Linked DNA regions of Mus musculus: region 1 is linked to region 2. Evidence: chromatin contacts called from public Hi-C data. All regions are on one chromosome and are shown on one strand. The core of a region is the stretch at or near the end of the contact, and the rest is flanking DNA. Distances in the headings are between cores, read along the strand shown. Region 1 overlaps Macrod2 (mono-ADP ribosylhydrolase 2). Region 2 overlaps Macrod2 (mono-ADP ribosylhydrolase 2).

Region 1 (5,261 bases), core at 2,426-4,925, 180 kb before region 2:
CACCCAGCTCTCCTACTTTGGTCTCTCTTGCTGTGATCATTACCACAGATATAAGCAAATGATGATTGCTTTCATAGTTGTCTATATTTGTGTTCCATTGACTTTGATGTCTACCTACAATAAGATAGACACGTCAGACATCAACATGCAAGTGTTTATGTAGGCAGATGATAGTGTGCATATTCAGCATGACTTCTCAATATAGTGGCAAAACTCAGAAAAACACAAGTATGTGTATGCTTTAGACTGGGTGGGGTTGTGAGGGGAAAGGTCTGCTTTAGCTTAGATGTTACATTGAGGGAACCCATAGCAGAAGCTCTAAAGAGGGGATCTGGATGCAGGAACTCAGGCAAGTCCACAGAAGAATAGAGGAATGATGTTCACTGATTTAATGCTTCATCTGTTTTTCTTAAACTACTTTTCTTATACAGATAGGTCTATCTACCTAGGGATGGCACACCCTATAGTGGATTGGACCTTCCCTTATGAGCCAGCAATCAAGAAAGGTACTATGGATGTATCTGAGGGAGGCAATTTCTCAGTTGATGTCTCCCTTCCCAGATGAACAAAGTTAGCTAGTACATCAGCTAACAGGTGAATGGGAGTTTGTTACTGAAGGCCGAAGACAGGAGTCCTCAGAGAGTACAGAACTGTGTTAAAATGCAGATGACAGAAATATCACAATGCGGTTTGGATTTTCTAAGGTCTACTTAGCAAGTCACCAGGGAGCTTTCTCATTTGTCCTCACTCCCCCACCTGACAGGCCACATCCTTTTTATTTCTATGATTGGCACCAAAGACAGACGGAGTCAGCAGCATCTATGAGTGCCTGGACTGAGGGCTTCCCTCAAGCTATCACCTCTGCTTCTTCTATTGGCTGAGACAAGTCACATGGTCCAATCTAAGATCAGAGTAGGTAGGAAAACATCATCTCCTGCTCTAGCAGGAGGGACTCTAAAATTTCATAAGGTCCATAATACCACCTGCCACAGCTCACCTAAGACTCAACCAGTCAAATAATAAGACACAATCAGAGAAAACATGAATTTGAGGGCTAGCACTGACCCTTGAGTAGGGTAACCTTTCCTGCCCTTATTTCCTACAGGAGTATAGTAGAAATACATTTTCTTCAAAGAATGTTGGCTATTGAGAAGTATACCTTATGAATTCTAGTTACTCTGTACTCCTATGAAATAATATCAGTTAACATCATTGACATTATTATAATTTTTATCATTATTTTTGTTACCATTAATTGGGTCTTAAAACAGCTCAAGCTTTTCTTCTCTCAGTCAAAGTTACCATATGCAAATTTCTCTTCCAAGTTTTGCTGTTAGACATGAAGCATGTCACTTGTGCCCATAAGCATGGACCAAGCCAAATAAAATAAAAGTTATAGAACACATATCATTCTGTGTTGCTCTTGGCTCAGCCCCCATGGCTTTTGAAAAGGGGAATGTAAAATGAAAGGTACTCATGGAGGAGGGAAATTTATAGAAAATTTTAGGACAGGTGGAGACTCCCAGCAGCCATTGGTAGGTGTGGTGGGTTGAATATACTTGGCCTAGGGAGTGGCACTATTAGGAAGTGTGGTCTTGTTGGAGTAGGTATGGACTTTGTGGAGGACGTGTGTCATTTTGGGGTGGGCAATGAGACCCTCCTGTAACCATGTGATAGCCTGTTGTGTTAGAATACAAGAGACAACCAGCATCTTCTCACTCTGCAGTGGGACCGATCATCCTCACAGGAGAGTGCAGGGAGAGGGGGGTAGGAGGGCTCCTGGGCTGAAAGGGATGAAAACACAAATAGGCATGAAAGGAGCCTGTAATCTCAGCCCTCAGGAGGGGGAAAAAAAGGGGGATCTGAGCATGACCAGGCTAGCTCTTAGCCAGACCATACCAGGCCAATACAATTTCATCTGGGGTTTATTGTGGGGGGAGAGGGCAAAGGTAGTGACAAAGATAAAAGAGAAACAGAGACAGAGAGAGGAGGGAGGTCAGAAGGGTCTGCCTTTTATTCCGGTTTTGGCATAGCTGCTCACAGGTAAAGTTGGGAGGTGAGCCAAGTGGATTCTGGGAATGTATGGTGGTTGCCACGGCAACAGATGCTTGGGTCCCTGTTGCCTATATGTGATGATGTCATTGCATTCAGAGACAATATGCCATGCTGGTTCCTGAGACCAACAGAGCCAGCCTTCTCTTACTGGTCTTCAGATAAAGATGAAGAACTCTCAGCTCCTCCTGCACCATGCCTGCCTGGACACTGTCATGCTCCTGTCTTGATGACAATTGACTGAACTTCTGAACCTGTATAAACAGCCCCAATTAAATGTTGTCTTTATAAGCGTTGCCTTGGTCATAGTGTCTATTCATAGCAGGATTGAACTTCTGAACCTGTATAAACAGCCCCAATTAAATGTTGTCTTTATAAGCGTTGCCTTGGTCATGGTGTCTATTCATAGCAGGAAACCCTAACAAGGACAGAAGAGAACATGAGGTACTTCTCTTCTAAGTGCTATTTCTTTGGAAACAATTGGAAACTAAATTGTTTGGGAAGACCGACTGTGGAGTGATTGCATATGACTGGGACAGGCTCTCTGTGGTGGCACTCCAGCTTTAGTTGGATCATCTTTGAAACAGGCACCCAATACTCTCTTGCTCTAAACTTGTCTCCATATTTCTTTCATTTTTTGTTTAGTGTCATGGTTGAGGCTCTCATGGCTTGTAAGAAAAGAAAGTGTGGATCTATTTTTATGATGCATATTCCTGGGTTGGCTAAAATAGGCCTCCTTGCCTTTCTCCCCTCAACTGATCAGCTAATTGGAGCTATTTGTGTTTATTTCTTATGCAAATAAAATAATTACCTTAATTATCTACCGAGATAAACTCTTCCCTTTTTTGCATTGATGATGTTTCTGAGTAACAATTTGACTTATTTCGGAAAGAGCATGTCATAAAAGTTCAATTTTTACCTAATAATTACAAGTAATAAATTTAGTTGTTATAGATGTTTGATTATTTCAGTATAATTTCTTTTTAGGATCCATTTAGATTCATCTTTCTATATTTAGCAGTTATTTCCCTTTCATTTTTTTCCAGTAATGTTCTTGCTATCCTTGTTTGTGTGTGCATGCATTTGTGGTACGTATATGTACGCACAGGTGTATGCACCTGTGTATGCCTGTATGGGGGGGGGGGTGGCAAAGTTAACACAGATGCCTTCCTTATTTACAAGTATGCTCTCTAACTGAATCTCGAGTTTCTCCATTTTGGCTAAGAGCTAGCCTGGTCATACTCAGATCCCCTTTTTATTCCTTCCTGAGGGCTGAGATTATAGGCTCCTTTCATGCCTATTTGTGTTTTCATCCCTTCCAGCCCAGAAGCCTTCCTACCCCCCTCTCCCTGCACTCTCCTGTGAGGATGATTGGTCCCACTGCAGGGTGAGAAGATGCTTGTTGTCACTTGAGCAAGGCCTGGTTTTACCACTACAGTGGTTTACACAAAGTGGGCTGCTTTTGCCAATCCGGAAAAAGCTTTAGCAGCAAGCACTGGGCTGGAAAGATGGGTGCTTACTGAGCTATGCCTGTCTCAGCTGTTCAGGAAGCTGCTCTACTAAACATAGCAGAATCCCCACCCCCCCTCCAAAGCCAGTCCCAGCTGGCAAAGCCCACCTGGCTCTCCTTTGGCAACCTCTTTGCCTGAATGATTGAGTGGCAGCCGAGAAAGCCCTCCAAGAATGGGGGGCCTGTGGCCAAGTCCTTCATTTCTCTAGCTTCATTGAACAGCTCTGGATCATTTTGCAAAGCCGTGACACTCCTCAAGATAACTCAATCCAAAGGACCAGCCAGATAACGACCCCACAGTCCTTTTTGATTCCACGAGTGTCTGAGTGTAAGTTCCAGGAAGCCGGGTTTGATCAGCTTACGGGGATCTTTGTGGATCACAGGGCTTTCTCGGAGGGACAGGGATCTGTTCCCTGCTTGTTCGGTGAGCACAACACTTGCATTATTATTTGCACATTTCTGAAGCTTTACCGAGGCAAAAAAACCCCTTCAGTCTCCCTCTTGGGGGAGGCAGCTTTCCTTTACAGCAAGAGATGTGGCACTTTCCTAATATAAACGTGCATACAAGGTTTGTAATATAAAACTCCTGCAGGCTTTCCTTGATGTCTCCCTTCTGGCTTAAACTGCTGGGTGTGACTAGTTTAGAAGCTGTCAAAATGACATAAAACAGTTATTAAAACCACTGGCTGCCTCACTGCCAGAGGGCAATATTGTTCCATAAATAGTCTGCACTGCAATAGTGCTCGGAGCAAGGCGAAGCCATCAACCTTAAGGCGGGAGGCATTTGTAGCACAAGGTAAAAATGCAAGCACATGTGGAGTCCCACACATGAATAAACGGACCCATTTTTTTCTTCAGCTGCAATTTGGGCAAATAGGTACAAGTGAAACACCGGTACTCAGTATCTATTTGAGCACCTAAGTGAACATGTAATTGCACAATGAGCCTTTCACAGAAACTCAATTAAACATGTAAATTATTGTCTAATGTCCCCAGCAGCCAAAGAATATTTTCCAAGTCTGTAGTCATTATCCTCTATCATGCATTTGTGCATCAAAGTACACATTTCTATAATTAAATGACAATTATTTTTACTTCTCTCCCATTAGTAATATTTAAAGTCACAAGTATTCTTCTCTTTGGTGCTTGAATATATTAAGTTTTTAGAGGAAGTACCCATTAAGGAATTAGTGGGTGTCCATAGGGGCAAACTTTTAGTATCCATATCTTTGGAATGGTAAACCAAATAAAATGATCCTTTAAAGAACAGAATTATATGAATGAGTTATTCTGAAATATTTTTGAGGAAGTCCCTATAGCATATTCTTGGAGATGAATGCTGATAACTTTAATGAAATATTAACAACCTTGAAGGTTAACACTAAATAATTATTTGCTTCCTTAAAAAGATAACTATCTATCTCGGGAAACTGGAGGCGGTTGTTTCTTTTGTATAGTTTATGACATTGGTTGTGAAAAGGTAATGACAATATTTGGAATCCCTCTGTGGGTCAGGATGACCAATGAACAAGAATTGGGGACTTGGCTGGCTTTGCATCAGTGCTTCCTGGACGTTCATGTGAGGGGTGCTGATCCTTAATCTCGCAGTGTTAGGAGGTAGGACTAAGGTAATTCGGCTAAGATGTGCCTTGATATTGGGGTTACAGTGATGAGATTTTCATCTCCACCAAAAGAGCCA
Region 2 (5,648 bases), core at 1,410-3,909:
AAAAGCTTTTGAAAGCCATCAAACCAGGCCAGAGAAAGGCAAACCCAGAGGGTGACCCTGTGGACCGGCTGTGGACAGGATGGACAAGACATATAATGACTTGAAGAAAAAAAAAGAAAAAGAAAAAGAAAAAGAAAAAGAAAAAGAAAAAGAAAAAAAGAAAAAGGATTGTCTGTCTTCCACAGTTGGAAAGTCTTTGATAGGAGCAAGACCAGGAAAGCAAGAGAGGGGTTGCTCAGCAAATCAATACCTTTCTTCCTTCTCCCTAGGATTGATAAGGTATTAAGGTAACAGCAGTATGTCTAAGGTTATTAACCCATCCAGCCAATCCTTTAGAAAAGTGTCACCACTCCCCGACTCACAAACAGGCAGGTGTGCAGACTCATGCACAGACAGATAAGGCAGCTTCAATGCACCATCCAATTCACATGTCACCAGAAGGATAAGTTGCTGGCAACTTGGAGATGGCTCAGTGGACCAAAGCACTGGACCCAAGCGTAAGGACCACAATTAAGATCTCCAGAAACCCCATAAAAGCCAGGCAGGCATGGCAGCCATCTGGAATTTCAGGGCTCTAGTGGCAGACATGAGGCTGTGGCAAACTGGCTAGATAGACTAACACATTAGTTGACATAGGGCTTAGCAAGTGACTGCCTGAGTAAATAAAGTAGAGACTAATCAAGGAAGATAGATAAAAGTGACTTTGGGCCTCCCTATGCTTGTGTACACACTTGCACCATGTCCTCTACATACATGTGAAGAGATTTAGGATTGGGAAAAATCCTTTCCTAATTTGTTGGTGGTCTTTTGGTCTTATTGACAGTGTTTTTTGCCTTACAGAAGCTTTGCAATACAGCATTTTCAACAAATGGTGCTGGCACTGCTGGCGGTTATCATGTAGAAGAATGAAGCCCCGTACAGTAGAACATGTATCTATATCTGTATAAATATAACACACATACAAACAAAAACAAACAACAAGAAAGGTCAGCTGTTGATTCTTCTTATCTGGTTCTCATACTTTGTCATATGAGAAACATTATCTTATATTCTCATCAAATTATTTATGTTGCCACCAAACCTGACAGGAAAACTGTGATGTTCTTTGTGTTTTCGGTTACTCATTCAACCGCTCCAACCAAACTCATGTGAATGGTGGTGGGGGGGGGGGGTGAAGAGTCTGTGCCCAAGTTCAACACGTCTCTATTATATTAGTAAATAGCTCACAGTTCCAAGAGCTGATTTTGGTCTATGTCAAGGAGGAAGTTCCCATCAAAGCATAGATACAACACTGATTTGACATGTGCCTTACCACACAGCTATTTGTTAAAGCAGCGGGGCTATAGTAACACTTGCCTTAGTCATCCCAGTGAATAAAGACATCAGAAAAGTTGCTGTTTCCTGAAATATTTAGAAATGTATGCTTAGAAAAGATGGCAATGAACTCCAACAACCCTGTAGCATGCATGATACCTTTCATTAGGAATTTCCTTTCTGACATGCATCTACAATGTGATATTTTAGAATCTCTCTGCTTAGATATAGTTAAAGGACATTAGGGGATCTGGAAAGCTTATATGCTGCTAATCATAGCTGCTGGCTAGAAATGTGGTGGGAAATAGTCCTTTTTTCATAGTCATTAACTCTGCGTTCACACATGGGTTTCATTTCCATATCACATGCTTCTATGAAGGCTCCTGACTCCAAAAGGGGTCAGGATCTCAGCTGTGGGCTCTCAACATCTCTTGCAATCGCATCAAGACAGGCAAAGCTAGAAATAAACCAACCAACCAACCAACCAAACAAACAAACAAACAAACACCACCCCAAAACAGAAGAAAGAAAAACCAAACCAACCAAACAAAAACCCCTGTGCATTATGAGGCTGGGGTTGGGCCATTAGGCATTAGTCATACAGAAATGTAAAAATGTCACTATAGACACTTTGTAGGTTGACTGTCTATACTTCAGAATACAATTTCTATGTTTATAATTTCATTAGGACCATCTTGTCTCCAATGGTAAGAGAGAAATAGATTCTGGAAATAAAGGAAGCTTGACTTGATGCTGAGTCACCCCAGCAGCACAGAACACTGAGCCAGGAAAAATATATGTGCCACTGTTGGGACCAGCTAAAGAGTTGCCTCTTATTCCACACAGTATTCAAACAGTGATGCAGCAGTGTGGTGAAAACAGTGGAGGGCTCTGTTCTGATTTTAATTCCCCAGGCTCATGTGGCTATAGAGAAAGAGCAAAGGCTTACAACATAGTGCGGCTTATCTAATGAAGCTTTCCTGATAAATAACTCAGCATAAAATAACCGTAGGCACAGTGTTTTCTAAAGTTCCACCCAAGCCTCTCTATTCCTTACATTTCACCTCTCTTCATTTTAGAGAAAGGTTTTATTTTCACAAACAATAAAGATGACACCCTACTAAGGACAGATAAAGTACTCAAATGATGTTGCCTGACAAGGAAAGGTCACCAGTGAATTTAGTCTTCAGGCACCAAGTAAAATCGAGGATGTCTGAACACAGTCCAATCAAAGAGCCCAAATGGGAGGCTCAGCTCTGAAGTGGGAGGAAGTGATAACCTCACAGACTGTCAGCAAAATTCCAAAGCTGAGCAAATCCACCGATTCTGGAGGAAAGCCCGCTCTCTTTATCTTTCTGGTTCACTTTGCACATGCTGTTGGGAAGTGTTGAAGTCGACTGCATAATTCATGCTCACTGCAGTCTAAAGCATAATGAGAGTTCGTCCAATTTGCCAACACTTTGAAGAAGAAGGGTGTTCAGACAATAGCAACCACGGTGCTATAAATGGACCCTGATGAGGGCAGGAAGTCAGCCTTCTCTTAAGTCACTCCCTGGCTCAGTAAAGAAGTCTGACCTCTGCTGTTCTCGACAGTGCTGAAAGCATTAGCATCTTCAACACTGTATCCTCTTCTAGATTCCTAAAATATCCCCTGCTTTTCGGCATGCAATTTAAGCAAGAAATACTTGCAGCCTTTTAGATCAGGCCATCTGGGAGTTAGGTGGCTTTGATCGTCTGGTTTAGTCCTTGCCCTTTGCCCAATCCATTGCCCCTCTCTTTAAGACGTAAACCAGACTCATTTGGGAGCAAAATTATGTGTCCAAGATTGGAAAACAGAAAAAAGATGTGTCCAGAAAAAAAATGCCAGATTTGACTAATTTTTAGGTCATGCTTTAATGATCAGGCGAACAGATTCAGGCATGAATGTCACATCTGTTCCTTGAAGATGAATGATCAATTCAGTCATATTCAGTGTAGAAGAATTGTTTGAACCTTATGAAGAAATGTTTCATTTCTTCCCTAATTTTTTCAGATGGAAGATTGGCCTGAAGGGGAGGATGGTTACATAACTAATACTAGTTACTTCAGCCATTAACATGTGGAACTAGAGGCAAACTTGGATTTCCTATGCCTCTGCCCTAACATTCTGCAGGCTGTCCACCCACCAGGAACAGGAAAACAGGAACAAAATGGAATAAAAGTCTTTTTTTCTTAAATTTTATTTTTATAAATGTATATGTATGTATGCATGTACTTTGGTGTGGACACATGTATGTGTGTATACATGTGTGTGCATATGCCCATGTGCACACATGTGCATATGTATGTGTGCAGGCCACAAAAGGATGTTAGATCCCCTAGAGGTGGAGTTACAGGCAGTTGTGAGCAACCTATCTATGGATACTGGTATACTGGAAACCAAATTTGGGTCCTCTGAAAGAACAGTAAATGTTCTTGACTGCTAATCCACCTATACATTAACCCCTCAATGGACTTCTTTATAATAGCAAAAATATCTACATGCTGATTTAATTTATTTTGTGACCAATATCTTAGTGTTTAAGGCAGAAAGTAACTTGCATTATAGTCATGATGTCTTGGTTGTAATTCATTAAATAAAATCTTAACGTGTGAAGTGGAAAAATTATGGTGAACCTACAAAGAATAAGCCAGGAATAAAACGAAGCAAGCTAAGACTTTGGGATTAATGCATCCATTTCCCGGGAAGACAACTGGAAAATGGAAGTTTGAGGCAAGCATTAAGTATGGACATTGTGCCCATACTTACACCTTTGAAGGCATAAGTTCTGAGAACTGGGTTTGCAAGACTGCAAGTTTAAAAAAACAAACAAACAAGAAACAAAACAAAAAGGAACTTCATCAAACTAGTTGTCAGCCTCAGCCTTAATAACCCTGTGAGACCAAAAGAATTAAGCACACATGGTAGGTGTTGCTTACTACAATGCTTACCAACAATGGAATAAGGACCAGTAATGTAACTCTGTACCATACAACCAGTCATTTCTTTGCTAAAGATTAAAGGGGAAAATTGAGCTCTTTATCTCTAGTTCCTGCAAGAACTGGCAGAAGCTCTCATTTTATAGAGTAGAGAGACTTCGTAGAATATAGGAGGGCATGGAACAAGTGAAAATCCACTTTGATCTTAAATAATGTCAGAGATTCAAGATTTAAACTAAAAAGAAACATTATATGTATTTTATTCAATTAACGTTGGTTTTATGCACTAAAGGTTCTCAGGTTTAGATGTCTTGATGTCTGGCTCTTTGATCTTTTTATCTTAGTTATTCTAATCACATAGAATTGACAGGAGGTTGCATGACAGGTTTAAACCGAGCTTGTAATGGTATCCAGTATACAGTAGGCATATATTAAGCAACTGCCTTTAAACCAATCCTAGTTAAAAGTGTCCTCCTAGCATGTCACTCACAGGGAGGGGAAGAAGATGAATGCTACATGACAGATCCTCAGGTGAAATGAGCAATCTACAGCGACATGGTCATCAGTGGAATCTACTGGAAAAAACAAGAGGCCTGGCGACCAAGGGTTACTCTACCATCTAAATCTTATCACTTAGGTGGTTTTAATTAACACCGATGTCCACTTAATACCTTTATTCACTACTATTACCAAATAGATGCAAGATCTTGCCCACATCCATATGAAAACTTTTAGCATGTTATAATCAAAAGGAAAGTGTGTTCCTAGCCTCATAGCACACTGAATAGTTTAGGGAATTCAGCACTTTGAAATGATCAAGCAAAACTGTTATTTTTGATGGTCAATTAACTAGTTATTGTCTACACAGAAAAAAAATCTGCCTATCTCTTTATCTCAAATAAATGATGATGTAGAATTGTTGGTTGTGTTTTTATTACACTATTGTACTTTGTATTAAAAAGTACAGCCAACTCAATAGAGAGAGAGAGTATCATGTATTCCAGCAAAGGCAAAAGTACTCTTCAATGATTGGGTGAGGAGAACTGCAGTGCTGTGGCAAGTTTATTAGACGCAGTACTCTATGGGCCAACACGAAGCAAAATAGGGATGATCTACAGTTTCAGAGCTGAGGGGGGAATCTTCTGCCAGGGCTGCAGAGGCCACACACCAGAAGGTAGAAGGTAGATAGATGAAGCAGAGTATCTAGGAGAGTACAATTGGATAATCAGAATGAATGATGAGCTGATGATAGTGGTGATTGTGATGGTGGTGGTGGCGGTGGAGGTGGAGGTGGTCATGGTGGAAGTGGTAGCAGTGGGGGTGGTGGCAGTGGTAGTGGTAAAGAGTTTATGAGACAACTAAAACTACCTTGCCTG

What was found. A called contact is a pair of places that touch in the nucleus more often than the background predicts.
Region 1: a contact with region 2 is called in a Hi-C map of cranial neural crest, with 2.4 times the contacts expected there. The contact joins two enhancer-like sites. A contact is called at or near these places in 3 of 484 Hi-C or Micro-C datasets (cranial neural crest, nephron progenitors and pancreatic cancer cells).

What each region holds. Positions count from the first base shown.
Region 1 is chr2:142,057,060-142,062,320 of GRCm38.p6, reverse strand. The region is part of intron 8 of Macrod2 (mono-ADP ribosylhydrolase 2); the gene reads right to left. Among named protein-coding and RNA genes, the nearest start is that of Gm25583, 420 kb to the right of the region's middle. Within about 2 kb of position 3,675, at least 39 of the 459 cell types and tissues checked have an H3K27ac peak or open chromatin away from gene starts, as enhancers often do.
Region 2 is chr2:141,873,667-141,879,314 of GRCm38.p6, reverse strand. The region is part of intron 8 of Macrod2 (mono-ADP ribosylhydrolase 2); the gene reads right to left. Among named protein-coding and RNA genes, the nearest start is that of Gm25583, 240 kb to the right of the region's middle. Within about 2 kb of position 2,659, at least 24 of the 459 cell types and tissues checked have an H3K27ac peak or open chromatin away from gene starts, as enhancers often do.